Regions from separate parts of the Gossypium hirsutum genome. Here all the other regions are linked to region 2. A link is a contact called in public Hi-C data. All regions are on one chromosome and are shown on one strand. Each heading gives the region's core, a stretch centred on a gene start, on an enhancer-like site or on the middle of the called end of the contact. The rest is flanking DNA. Distances are from core to core; before and after follow the strand shown. Region 1 holds the start of LOC107896845 (receptor-like protein kinase FERONIA). Region 2 holds the start of LOC107896852 (high mobility group B protein 13). Region 3 holds the start of LOC107896858.

Region 1 (4,225 bases), core at 1,095-3,594, 140 kb before region 2:
ACAAGGTGGCGGTGTCGAAGTTTTGAAAGCATTTCAATCTCAGTCTGGAACTCATGCACACCTTGCTCAGATAGCGGATTGCCACGCTTGATTGCAACTTTAGTTGTCCCGCCATCAATTTCTCCTTTGTAAACTTTGCCAAAACCTCCCACCCCAAGGACTAAAGCCTCATCAAAGTTGTTTGTGGCAGACTTGATCTCGGCAAATGAGAAATGGCGGCAAAGGTTTGAAGGGAGGGATGAAGCATAGCTCCCTGTAGTATTTGTCTTTGCTGAACCTGCTGAGTGTGAATTTCCGTACAATGAAAGAGGAAGCCATCCTGATGGCCCATCACTCGGGCTCGTATAATTTCCATGCCTTCGACGACGTGATGCAGTAACAACACAGAAACCAATAACAAGAGCTAGAACCAGTCCACCACTGACTCCCCCAGCGATAATTGCTTTCTGGTTCTTCGAATGACCTTGGCTAGATGGCAAAGCTAATGATGGATTAACTACATTCTGTTTTGGACCAGGGGTTGGATTGGGCCCTGCTAGATTGCTTTTTGGGTCACTTATCTTGAATATCTCCACACCATTTAAGAGTGCATCATAATACTGGGGCTTGCTACTTGGGTCTGGACGCAATGCAAGCCATAGATCCTGCTGTGAATTCCCTCCAGGAACAATGACTACATAATCCCTAAACACAGGAACATCAACTTCATCTGCCAGCGCAATCACATCAACGCCTTGCTCGGCAGTTTGATTGTTAAGGAAGACATCAAACACTCTCTGATTAACCTTAGTAATGTTATCCGTAAACTCACAGAAATGTAGCCTAACCAAGTAAGAGAATCCAGAGTCAACACTGAACAACCAGGTTAAATTATAATTATAGTTCACTTGAGCATTTGGCCCCATGGATCTAGCAGTGGTGTACACATCTTGTGGTGCAATATACCTCGGCATGGTACCATAATCGATTGTCACGTTCGGATCCGCAGCCCCTGAAACTCCATGTGCAGCCCCAAAAAGGTAGGGCTGGTCATCATACCAAGACCTAAACAGACCTGTATCACCAGAAGGCGAGATATCGTTTCCACCCACATTCAGCCGGTAAATATTCTCGAGAGTTGTGCTGTTATCGATGGTGAACTGTGAGTTCTGCCCCACAATCGTTATCCCATCGGTATTACTATAAATATCAGGCATTGACAAAACCTCAATCCCATTGACAAACGCATACGCATTGGAAGGGGTCGAACCGAGACTAAATGTCAAGTTCAAGCGGTCACCATCTACATTGATGGAATACTCCTTAACAATAAAGGCATAATTCTTAGCTTCACTTGTTTGAGCAGCACTGAAATTCTTAAGAAGAGTATAAGAACCAGATGTGACGGAAAACAAAGCATTGCTCGAATTCCGGCCATCATATGAATTAGCATAGAAATACAACCTAACAAATTTCCGACCAGCTACGACCGGGAAACTATAGGTAAAGTTAGAGCGGAAAACCCGGGCGGTCAAGTAAGGAACTTCGGGGACCGCGGGATCTTGCGTGGCAGCTCGGGAAATGACGGAATTCCCAGTTCCGACTAGAAACTTGGACCCAAAATCCGGGGTCCATTTCCGATTATCGTTGTCGGAAAGCTCTGATTTTTCGCCGCAATTTAGGAGGATTTTCTCAGTTGGTACATAATCAGCAGCTAAGACAAGTTGAAACAACAGCAACAGCAAGGACACAAAAGTTATAACAGACATCGGAAAGGAGGGATCAGCTGAGTTCCTCATGAGTTCATAATGCGGGATCCGAGACAGAAAAAGAAAAGACTTAATATTTGAGCAGCAATGAAAAAATGAATGCAAGCCCAGAATTCCTTAGCTAAAAGAGCGTAAAGATTTGAGATCCAAGGGACAAGCTAGCTACCTCAAAAAGGCAAACCCGCCCAAAAAAAAGTTGGTCGTGAAATACCGTGTAAATGAAGAGAGTTTCAAGCCATTTTACCTTTTTTGGAAGCCGAAGAAAGAAAGAAACTGAGTGAGTGAAATGGGAGAAGATGGTAAGGGCGAGATATTAGGTCATATTTTGTTTAATAATTGGAGAAAGAAAGATAGTAGGTGAGTGAACCAACATTTGAGTTATGGTGTGTATCTGAAATGGGAAGTTCGTAGTGCTACAACCTACAGCTAGGCAGCTAGCGGAGGTGATGAAAACACATGTGGAAAGGACAAGAACAGCCTTGAACGCGTTTTAATATTACAGATGAGGGTTTGAAGATCGGATGACAGTGAGATAAGATCAGATACATCGATTGATTGAGTTTTTTTTGTAAGGCGCTCTTTTCTACAGTTTTTCCCTTTCCGTTGCCAACTTGCTTGTATTTGCATAGATCATGCACCTCAGCTGTGATCCATTTGCATTTTCATTGCAATTAATGCATTATTTTTTTGGTGAGACATTATTCATGGGTTATATTTAATTTTTCTCATGTACTTTGTAAGATTATCATTAATAATAGTATTACCGAAATTTCCTTTCAAAAAATTATTATTATTAAAATTTTATTATAAAATTTAAAAGAAATATAAAATCAACAAGAGGTAAGAAAAAAAAAAGAATGATTCAACTTTCACATTAGCATCTAATATTAAAGACCTATATTAAGCTACTCTATAAATGATTTAGGGGTTATAAAATAATAAATTTAGGGATTCTGGACATTCATTTTTTAGGGGTTACAATAGGATAATTTTGGGGGTATGGACATCCATTTATCATTGGATTTACAACACTCCCCTGGATGTCCATCAATAAAATGTGTCTCATTAAAATCTTATTAGGAAAAGCCCTATAGGATAAAAACCTAATGAATGAAAAATGGTGCACAATCTCCTATTACAAGCTATCTCATTAAAAACCTTTACCAAGAAAACCTAGTGGGACAAAACCTTAGTTAAAGGAAAAAAGTACAACAGTATTTTAGACTCCCCCTAATGCCAACATAACATTACATATTTGAGTCTACACATTCAATCTTGTATACTAGTCTTTCAAACGTTTGTGATTGGCAATGTCTTTGATGTAACCACCCTTTAATTGAGCTATACATGTTGTATTATCTTGGTATAAGATAGTTGACATCTTTTCTTGTAAAGACATATTGCATATCTTCTAAATATGTTGGGTCAATAACCTTAGTCAAACACATTCTTGGTTTGTCTCATGCATTGCAATTATTTTTGTATGATTTGAAGAGACATCAGTTAATGTCTTCCTTATTGAACACAATGATATGACAATACTTCCACATGTAAATAAATATCTTATTTGAGATCGACCTTTATGTGGATCCAATAAATATCCAACATCAACATAGCCAACTAACAAGAATTTTGAATTATTTGAATAAAATAATCTCATATCAATTGGTCTTCTAAGATATCCGAATACATGTTTAATTCCATACCAATGTCTATGTGTTGGAGAAGAACTAAATATTGCTAATAAGTTTACAATGAAAGCTATATCAAGTCTTATGTTATTTGCAAGATACGCCAATGCCCTATGGCACTTAGATATGGTATTTCAGGACTAAGAAACTTCGTATCATTCTCGCAAGGACGAAATTGATCTTTATTCACATCTAATGATCGTACAACCATCGAGATACTCAATGGATTTGCTTTATCCATGTAAATTTTCTTTAAGATCTTTTTCGTGTAAGTTGATTGATTGACACAAATTCCATCTTTTAAATGTTTGATTTGTAGACCAAGACAAAAAATTATTTTTCCAAAATATTTCATCTCAAATTCTTTTTTTAAACAATTTACTGCATTTTGAAACTCTTCAGGAGTTCCAATAATATTTATATCATCAACGTAAACAGAAGTGATCACAAAATCTGATCCAAATCTTTTTATAAAAACAAATGAACAAATTAGATCATTTTTTATTGAGAAATTTTTCTGGGGAACTCTATATCCATTTGAGATTTTAAATCCTTCAGTGATTTTTATATAAATTCCACTATCAAACTAATAAGATATCTAAATGTGATTGCATGAACCACATGAGAGTATGTCTCTTACTAATTAATGTTGGGCCTTTAAGAAAATCCTTGTGCTACAAGTCGTGTTTTATATCTTACGAGTTATGTCTCTTACTAATTAATGTTGGGCCTTTAAGAAAATCCTTGTGCTACAAGTCGTGTTTTATATCTTACGAGTTTATTTTT
Region 2 (3,928 bases), core at 1,369-3,868:
GATGCCAAAAAGTATGTATTTTCTTTTTCATATGGAAAATTTGTGCTTGAACATGATTTGCATTTTATCCAATTCGTTTAATTTTAGGGGCTTTTTATTATTTTCCTTGTTGAGTTTTAACAATTTTTCAGGAAACAAAAGTATGTATCAAAAATTACAATCAGAAGTGAACCAAGGTTATTTGTGCAAGTTGTTAATACATATGCTGTTGTTTCCGTGGTCGGTATTGGTTGTGGAGGTGAGGCCAAGCTTGCTTTCTGGGGAATCAGAAAGGTTTCTTTGACAAGATGTTGACAAGGTAATAGATTATGTTTTTTGTATTTTGCATTTAACTACTACTATACACAATCAAGTCTCTGGCTCATGTTTGATGTCTCTATAAGTCTGTCTTTAACCAAAATAGAGCCTGAGTCTGTAGGTTAAGGGTTATGCTTGCTTTTACTATTATTTCAACTTACTTTCCCTGCCCTGTAATTCTTCACTAGCAGTTTTCTTTTTCAGATTGTATGTAACTATGTTTCTTTGCTTTTAAAGGTTGGTGATGTTGGGCTTGTTGAAGATGAGACAGTGATAGAGAATGATTGGACTTGAGACTCTGGTAGGTTTTGCTCTACAAATATCTTATTTCACTGTTTCGATGTACATCTCATCATTTTTATCTGTATAAGTTGTTGATTATTCTGCCCCATGTTGAAGTTGCAATTTTCTTGCCTGGTATTGTGCTTTTTTGCAAAATTTCTGCTGTTTGATCCTATGAAATTCTCATGACTAGTTGCTCATTTGAAATAGAGTTGTATTGTTTCAGCTTGCAAGTTTCAGTTGCTTTAGAACATGGTCCCTTGATATAGAGACGTGAGTTGCAATCTGAGCCCAGCTTGCAACTGTTGTCTGTGCACTAGAAACCCTTTCCATGGTTTTATTGATTTATGGATGAATGAGGTTGATATGCTAAATTCTCATCAGATATCAAAATTTCCCCTTTGTTATGGTTATTGGGAATTGCTTTTTCTTTTCTTTATTTTATATCTTAGATTATATATATCTGAGAGCTTAATTTCTGATGTTTGCTAGGTAGGATACAAAGTTGTATATCCAGGACATCAAAACATTGGGAAGGGGGGACTACATATTTTATGCACTAGAAGCTCTCTGCTTATTTCATTGTGCTTTATATCATTTCATATGTTTCTAGGTGCGGGGCTATACTTTCAACATTAAATCAGAGGCTGTTGAATCTCTTGAGTTGGATTCTTTCGATCATTCATTCAAGTTCTGTAATTTCACTGTCATAATCAGATACGATTCCTGGTGAGGATTCCTGGTGAGCACTTAGGCATTGCTTGTTGAGGATGTGCTGGAAGTTATGGCTGATACAGTAATATCAGGCTAAAAAGCTTAATATAGCCTTACAACTTTTCTACTGCTGGACAATGTAGCTTCTGTTGTCTTTGACTAACTGCATCGGGTTGTCCATATATGTACAATATAAAAATCCCATATCCATATGATGACTATGTGTTTTGATCCATGAGTTGGTTGTTACTTGTTCTTCTTTTTGAGACCTTTAGAAATAACTACTCCTAAGTTGCAGGCATCGTGGGAAACGCCTAATGCTATTTGGTATTCAATGCATTTGTGCATCCACGTTCTGATATCTGAAAAAAGGGAAAAACAAAATTATTGGCCCATGCAGGAATCGAACCTGCGACCTTCGCGTTATTAGCACGACGCTCTAACCAGCTGAGCTAATAGGCCAATTGCTTGAACTTTTCAAATTCATTTATATAATAGAATAAATGCTTGTCGTTATCAGATCCTATTATTATTCCATTCCCTCTGTTGGGCAGAGGCAGACAAATACATCTAATTAGGCGCTCTTTGTTTTTTATTGTTGCGCAGCAATTTATTTAAAATTCAGATATCATTTCAAAAACAAATTCAAATTAGAGGTGAATATGAAAATAATTTCAAATCAAGGCATGAGTTCTGTCTAATTTCACCCTTCAAATAACTTATTTTACCCTTTAAAAATACTAAAATAATAAAAAAAGTATATTTTATTGTACAAGATATAAAAGGGTGTCTTTATTTTCTTGAAATGTCCCTTAAATTGCTTATCAACCATTTACTTATTGAATTAAGTGATAAAATAATTAATATTTAAAATTTTAAATTCGAGTATTGTAAATTAGAAGAAAAAAACAGTTTATTAGGTTACTTTGATACCAATATAGAGTCTCTTATCATTTGTTTTATTGGAGATTTTGTTTTTTTTTTGGCAAAGGGGTTTATAAATTTATAGACGTAGAATATCTCTATTTTAAAAGCTGAAAACTTTAGTTAAGAAGTTTGATGATTAAATTAATAGAATTTATAAATTTGAAAGGTTAAATTTATTGAATTATTTAGAATTAGGATCAAATAAAATATGTAAATATTAAGGGTTAAATGTGTTATTATACCAAATAAAAAAATAATTTCTATTATCAATTTAACAACGAAATCAAATATTATCACTTAAATTGAAATTTTTTAAAGTTAAGTTAGCCAGACATAATTTGTATACCATTTGTAAAGTATACCAATTAATTATATATGTAAATAAAGTAATAGCCGTTAGCGCCTGCTTCTATTCAAATTCAAACCCGCCTTGTTTTTATATCTGTCTCCTCTCCCTTTCCTTTTCTCACCACTCCCATTTGCTGCTTTCATTTTTTGGTAAAACAAAATCCCTAATCTCTAAGAATGGCGACGCCTGAGATTCATGTCAGCGTACGTAAGCCTCTCCAGCCAAAGAACACAGCTGCCGCCGATGTCAATTTCGTAGTGGTGATGAAGGAAGGCTCAAAGACTAAGCAAGTAAAGTCAAAGCCCAAGCAAGATCACCGCCTGGACAATGATTCAAACAAGGAGAACCTGAACCATCATCCCGTGACCGTTTACGCTACACCCACGAAGAAGAAGAAGAAGGTGGAGGCGTCGTTGGATTTAGATTCGTCGTTGGCGGAGGAGCTCAGCGCCATGAGGAAGAGGCTGGAGCGGTTGAGGTTGGATAAGGAGAAGACGGAGAAGATGTTGAAAGAGAGGGAAGCTGTCTTGGATTCACAACTGAAGGAGATGGAGGACAGAGGTCTATTTCAGAAACAGCTCGAAATCGAGGTTGATAGATTGTTCAGATTAAAGGAGCTCAAATCTTATTGCATGGTAACTAGTTAAACCAAGGCAGCCTTAAAGAAATTAACAAAAACAACTAGTTCTCTTTTTTTCTTTTCCTTGCAAATTCATGGTTTGATTTTGAAACAGAGGATATCTCCAATAAAGTCACTGAGGGAGAGACAACAGGGTGGCAGGAAGAACAATGTAGTGCAATCAGTGGTAAGTTGTTTTGAATTTGATTAAAACTAGCAATTGAACAGAGTAAACGATAAACATGAAACCCAGAATGTGATATTCTTTCAATCTTCTTTTTCAGGATATAAAAGCTGCTGCAGAATGGGAGGAAGAATCCATGGATGAAAACACATTGCAGAGCCCAACTCCATCAGATTCATCTGAGTTTGTTGGAGAGAATAATAATGATTAATCATGTCTTTCCAAACCAAATCAAAGCTATCTCAGCTGTATGGTTTTGCTTTTTGCTTTTCATCATTTCTTTTTATTTGTCATTTTGAAAGGAAATACTAATGCAAACTAATATTATTGATGGGAATTCAAATTCAGAGGCGCTCCTCTTTGAGTTTGACTTAAAGATTGTTCTTTTTAGCCTTTTTTCTTTTGGTTAGGGCTCCACAATCCACAGCCTTTCCTGGTAATAAAGCCACATAAACAAACAACTTGCCAACGCGGAAGAAAATGATACCAAATCCCTTTGGGGTATAAAAACAACCACAAATAAGAGCCTCCATTTACAACGTTGTTGGTACGATAA
Region 3 (3,965 bases), core at 72-2,571, 150 kb after region 2:
TTGAGGAGTCGGATTACATTTTGCCCCCTCTATTCAAAAAAATGAGCAAATTAGTCTTTGTAATTTAGATCAAAGAGCAACTTGGCCATTCTATTAAAAATTCCATGCATTTCTACTTTTAAGCGATGACGTAACTAGTGAAACAACCGGGTAACGATATTTGGTGTGCCATATTTTATCACATCAACAAATATTTAAAAATTAAAAAAATCTCAAAAATAAATATATTTTAATAATTATTTAAAAAATATCTAAGATGAACCTAGACAAATGGTTGTCCATGTTCATTTGAACATGGACAAAGGTTATCTATATTCATCATGGATGTAGTTTTTTTAAAAAAATTATAATTTTTTATAGCAAATTATTTAAAAACTATTAAAATTTTAATAATTTTATAAAAAAAATATAAATCTAGCTTTTTTACTTCAATAATATAAAATAATAATAATTAATAGCTTAAATAGTATGTCCATGAGATTATTTACCAAAATAGTATGTTTGCTACAGTGTTCTGCTAGTGCCGCTTGACAAATTGGCGGCACATGATTGAAATGTGATGACCTAAAATATTTAGGGACTTAATATGGAAATTTTCCATTTTAATTGATTGCTAAAAAAAGCTTTTAGGGTTAAATTGCTTCATAACCCCTTCTTATTTTCTATTTTCTTTTATTCTCCTTCAACTCAAAAAATAGAGAAGCCTATTACCAGTTAGTCCAAAAAATTTTTTCTACAAAAAAATATTTTTTGTAAAAAATTTGATTCCAACTGAAAATATTTTTTGTAAAAAATTTGATTCCAACTGAAAATAAATTTGATTTATTTATATTAAAAAATATATTTTTTCAAATTATTTTATTCCAGTTAGAATAAAATTTTGAAAAATAATTTAACAAAAAGAATTATTTTTTGAAAAGAAAAGAAAATTTATTTTCAGTTTTAATTGACTTTTTATAAAAATAATTTTTGGTAAAAAAAACTTTTTGGACTAATTGCTAATAAACTTCTGTGTTGACGGGAGCAAAATAAAATAGTAAATAAGAAAAGGTTATGAAGCAATTTAACCTTTTTGAAGGTGTAATAAAAAAATGGAAAAAGTCAAATCATCCATATAAATGAATTTTTTTTAAGAGAAAAAAGTCAATTTCTAATTTTAAAATAATTAAAAAATGTTATAACAGGTGGAACGAAAATGGAGAGGTCTACAATACGTCCCTCTCAACTCTCACCATGAAGCATTAAAGAAAAAGGAGACATATTTTTGGGGATGGGCCCACAATTGGCATTAGTAAACCTTAGTTTTATGGTTTTGAGAGGACGGAACGGACACGCTTCTACCAATAACTAAATAACATGTGATCAAAACTCTCTCCACTTCCCCTGCCTTTCTTCCATTTTCCTTCAACCCAAAGCTTTAAACAATAAAACAAACAAAATATATTGGCTTGGGTGTTTATGATTCCCGACCACACAACGTAATCCATTTAACTTTCCCGCTCAGCAATCATTTAGCTTCTGCTTTCTTCCATCTTCTCTACCTTCAATCCATTGTTTTAAGAGGAAACTGGAAGGGGGATTTCAGATAAAACTCTCTCTCGCCTTCTATACGTATGTTCACTATCTAATTAATTTCCATCAAGGGTTTCTGTTTTGTATTTTTGGGTTTGCTTCTTTTCCTGGGTATTTTATTTTTTTGTCTTGCTTCTGGTTTTAATGTTCTTTGGCTTGCCTGCTAACTTAAACTTATTATCATTTTGGATTAAAATGATCTTTCGTTTTAGTTTAGTGTATGGTATGGCGTCGAATTATGTAATTTTAGCTGAAGCTGTTAATGCTTTAATGGGCTTTTTGTGCTTAAAACAGTAATTTGTTCGCTTCAAATTATTGATTCTAAACTCTGTTGATCTTTCTAGGGTTTGTTATGTATAATTTTTTTTACTATATGTGCCATTTTTACCATTGATTGCATCTATAGAATTGATGTTTCATAGTATACATGTTTCCTGGTATTGGAATCCTGGGTGTTCCTCAAGTGTCTCCCACTTTACCAACTCACATTGCACTGATCATCCATGAATTAGTCAAGGTTTTCAGAACTGGGCCAGTGATCGAACCGGTCATACCACCGGTTCTTGGTCTGACCAGTTTATCAGGTTCAATTGAATAAAAAATTAAAAAATAGGAAAAACAACCGGTTTGTGGGTCAACGAGTCCAACCCCCTTTTTCGACCATTACCCCAGCCAGTTCCCAATCTAACTGGTCTGGTTTAGAAAACAGTGGGATTAGTTTCTATGGACCATAAAACAGACATGAAAGATACCTTGGTTCCACCAAAAAAAGTCTTCTACCTTTTCCTGTGATTCATGTTTTGTGTCTTTTGGTTAAAACTTAACAAGTTTATGCATCTAGTAGAGGCTTGGCAGAATGAAGACCGGAAATTAGGACAATTTGAGTATCAATGAAGATTCCATGATTTTTTCTGTTTTGCTTACCTTTTAAATTATAAATTTTGGCTCAACTTTGATGTTGTTTGAGCATGAGAGGAGACCACATGGTGGCCTCCGAAGAGACTAATGTAAGTTATATAAGATTCAGACAGTGATTTTTTGTATGTCTTGGCGTTAAATGATTTTTTTTTTTTAAATGTAGTAGTATAAGGCCTTGTTCATTCAAATAGGTCACCTAGGTGAGCAATTAGATTAAGGGCCTTCTCCGATTAACTCTTTCCTTTTTGTCAGAGTTGGCATCATTTGAATGCAATTACTAAATCTAATTATACTAATTTAAGTTATTTAGCATTTCCCTGTTGGGCTATGATATGCGTGTGTGTCTAAACTGAGCTTCCTAAAATGTTGGTTCTGTTCTTGTAAGAGATTAGTAATTTAAATCTACTTATGTTCAGATAAGTGTTTAGAGGTAATTGCAAACAGAAGACAGTGGAAGAAATCCAACTGCTGTTCTGCTAAGGTTGATTGATGGTCATTATGGATTTAAAAGGAATAACTTGGGTTGGTCATGTATATCAGAAATTTGAAGCCATGTGCCTAGAGGCAGAAGAAATTATGTACCAGGTATGCTCCATTCGATAATCTTTCTCTTGTATCTTCCCCAACCTTTTTCATGTCCAAAGGAGGCTCTATGTGTTCAATTCATGAGAACCCTGGTAGAATGTTGTCACACCTTCTCAGCATTTGATCTTTTTCCCTTGTTTTTGCTGTGTTCCATATAAGTAACTGTCTTTGGCACGGCTTTCTTGCAAAATTATGTATTACTATGTTTGGGCTTCTTATTTCAGTTAACTTGTATCTGTATAGAGCCTTCCTTGTTATGCCATGTTGATGTGCTTGATACTCACTTGTAGCCTTTGATTCCCCACCCCCTTAAGTCCTGTGTACTCTCATATAAGTTTATTACAGAATTCCATTGACTCATTATTTTTGGGAACAGGACACAGTTAAATATGTGGAGGATCAGGTGCAGACTGTAGGTGCTAGTGTCAAAAGGTTCTACTCAGATGTAATGCAGGATGTGATGCAGGATTTGCTTCTCCCATCTTCATTGGAGCCTGTGAAAGCAGTGGCTGCCTCTGACACGGCAATAGAGAAAAATGCTGGGACATTCAAAAAGCCTCAGGTAGGTTTAAAGGTGGCTGCTGTGAAGGATGAGGGTGAGCAGTTAATTGAAGATTCAGAAGTAACTTCTGATGTTATTGAAAATGCTGCCCATGTGCCTTCGTCCTGCCAGCTTCACATGGTAGATAACATATTTCACTCTTGCCCTTGGAGTTTTATGGAAAGAGAATCCTCTTACTTTCTTTCTAGGGAGCATAACAACAGGAGCATGCTTGTCAAGGCAAATGTTGAAAATTTACCTGCAGCTGGGGCTGAGACAGTTTCTGAAGTTGCTTGTATGGGGAATGAAGTCGGCAGGTTGTCATCATTTTCTGGAAATGCTAATGCAA

Evidence for each region. A called contact is a pair of places that touch in the nucleus more often than the background predicts.
Region 1: a Hi-C map of leaf shows a contact between it and region 2, with 5 times the contacts expected there. The contact joins the promoter of LOC107896845 here to the promoter of LOC107896852 in region 2. A contact is called at or near these places in 3 of 34 Hi-C or Micro-C datasets (hypocotyl, leaf and petal).
Region 3: a Hi-C map of leaf shows a contact between it and region 2, with 2.4 times the contacts expected there. The contact joins the promoter of LOC107896858 here to the promoter of LOC107896852 in region 2. A contact is called at or near these places in 8 of 34 Hi-C or Micro-C datasets (leaf and petal).

Annotation. Positions count from the first base shown.
Region 1 is chrA10:88,475,503-88,479,727 of Gossypium_hirsutum_v2.1, forward strand. LOC107896845 (receptor-like protein kinase FERONIA) reads right to left here and starts at 2,345. Exons shown (of 1, transcript XM_016822137.2): 1 at 1-2,345. The coding sequence starts at 1,778.
Region 2 is chrA10:88,620,192-88,624,119 of Gossypium_hirsutum_v2.1, forward strand. It overlaps LOC107896852 (high mobility group B protein 13), which reads left to right and starts at 2,619. Exons shown (of 3, transcript XM_016822147.2): 1 at 2,619-3,204; 2 at 3,304-3,375; 3 at 3,473-3,742. The coding sequence starts at 2,746. The coding sequence ends at 3,583. LOC107896850 (transcription elongation factor TFIIS) reads right to left here. Exons shown (of 2, transcript XM_016822146.2): 2 at 3,854-3,928. TRNAI-AAU (transfer RNA isoleucine (anticodon AAU)) reads right to left here and starts at 1,755; the gene lies at 1,682-1,755. It also overlaps the pseudogene LOC107895575.
Region 3 is chrA10:88,770,881-88,774,845 of Gossypium_hirsutum_v2.1, forward strand. It overlaps LOC107896858, which reads left to right and starts at 1,322. Exons shown (of 5, transcript XM_016822153.2): 1 at 1,322-1,611; 2 at 2,907-3,075; 3 at 3,452-3,965. The coding sequence starts at 2,980.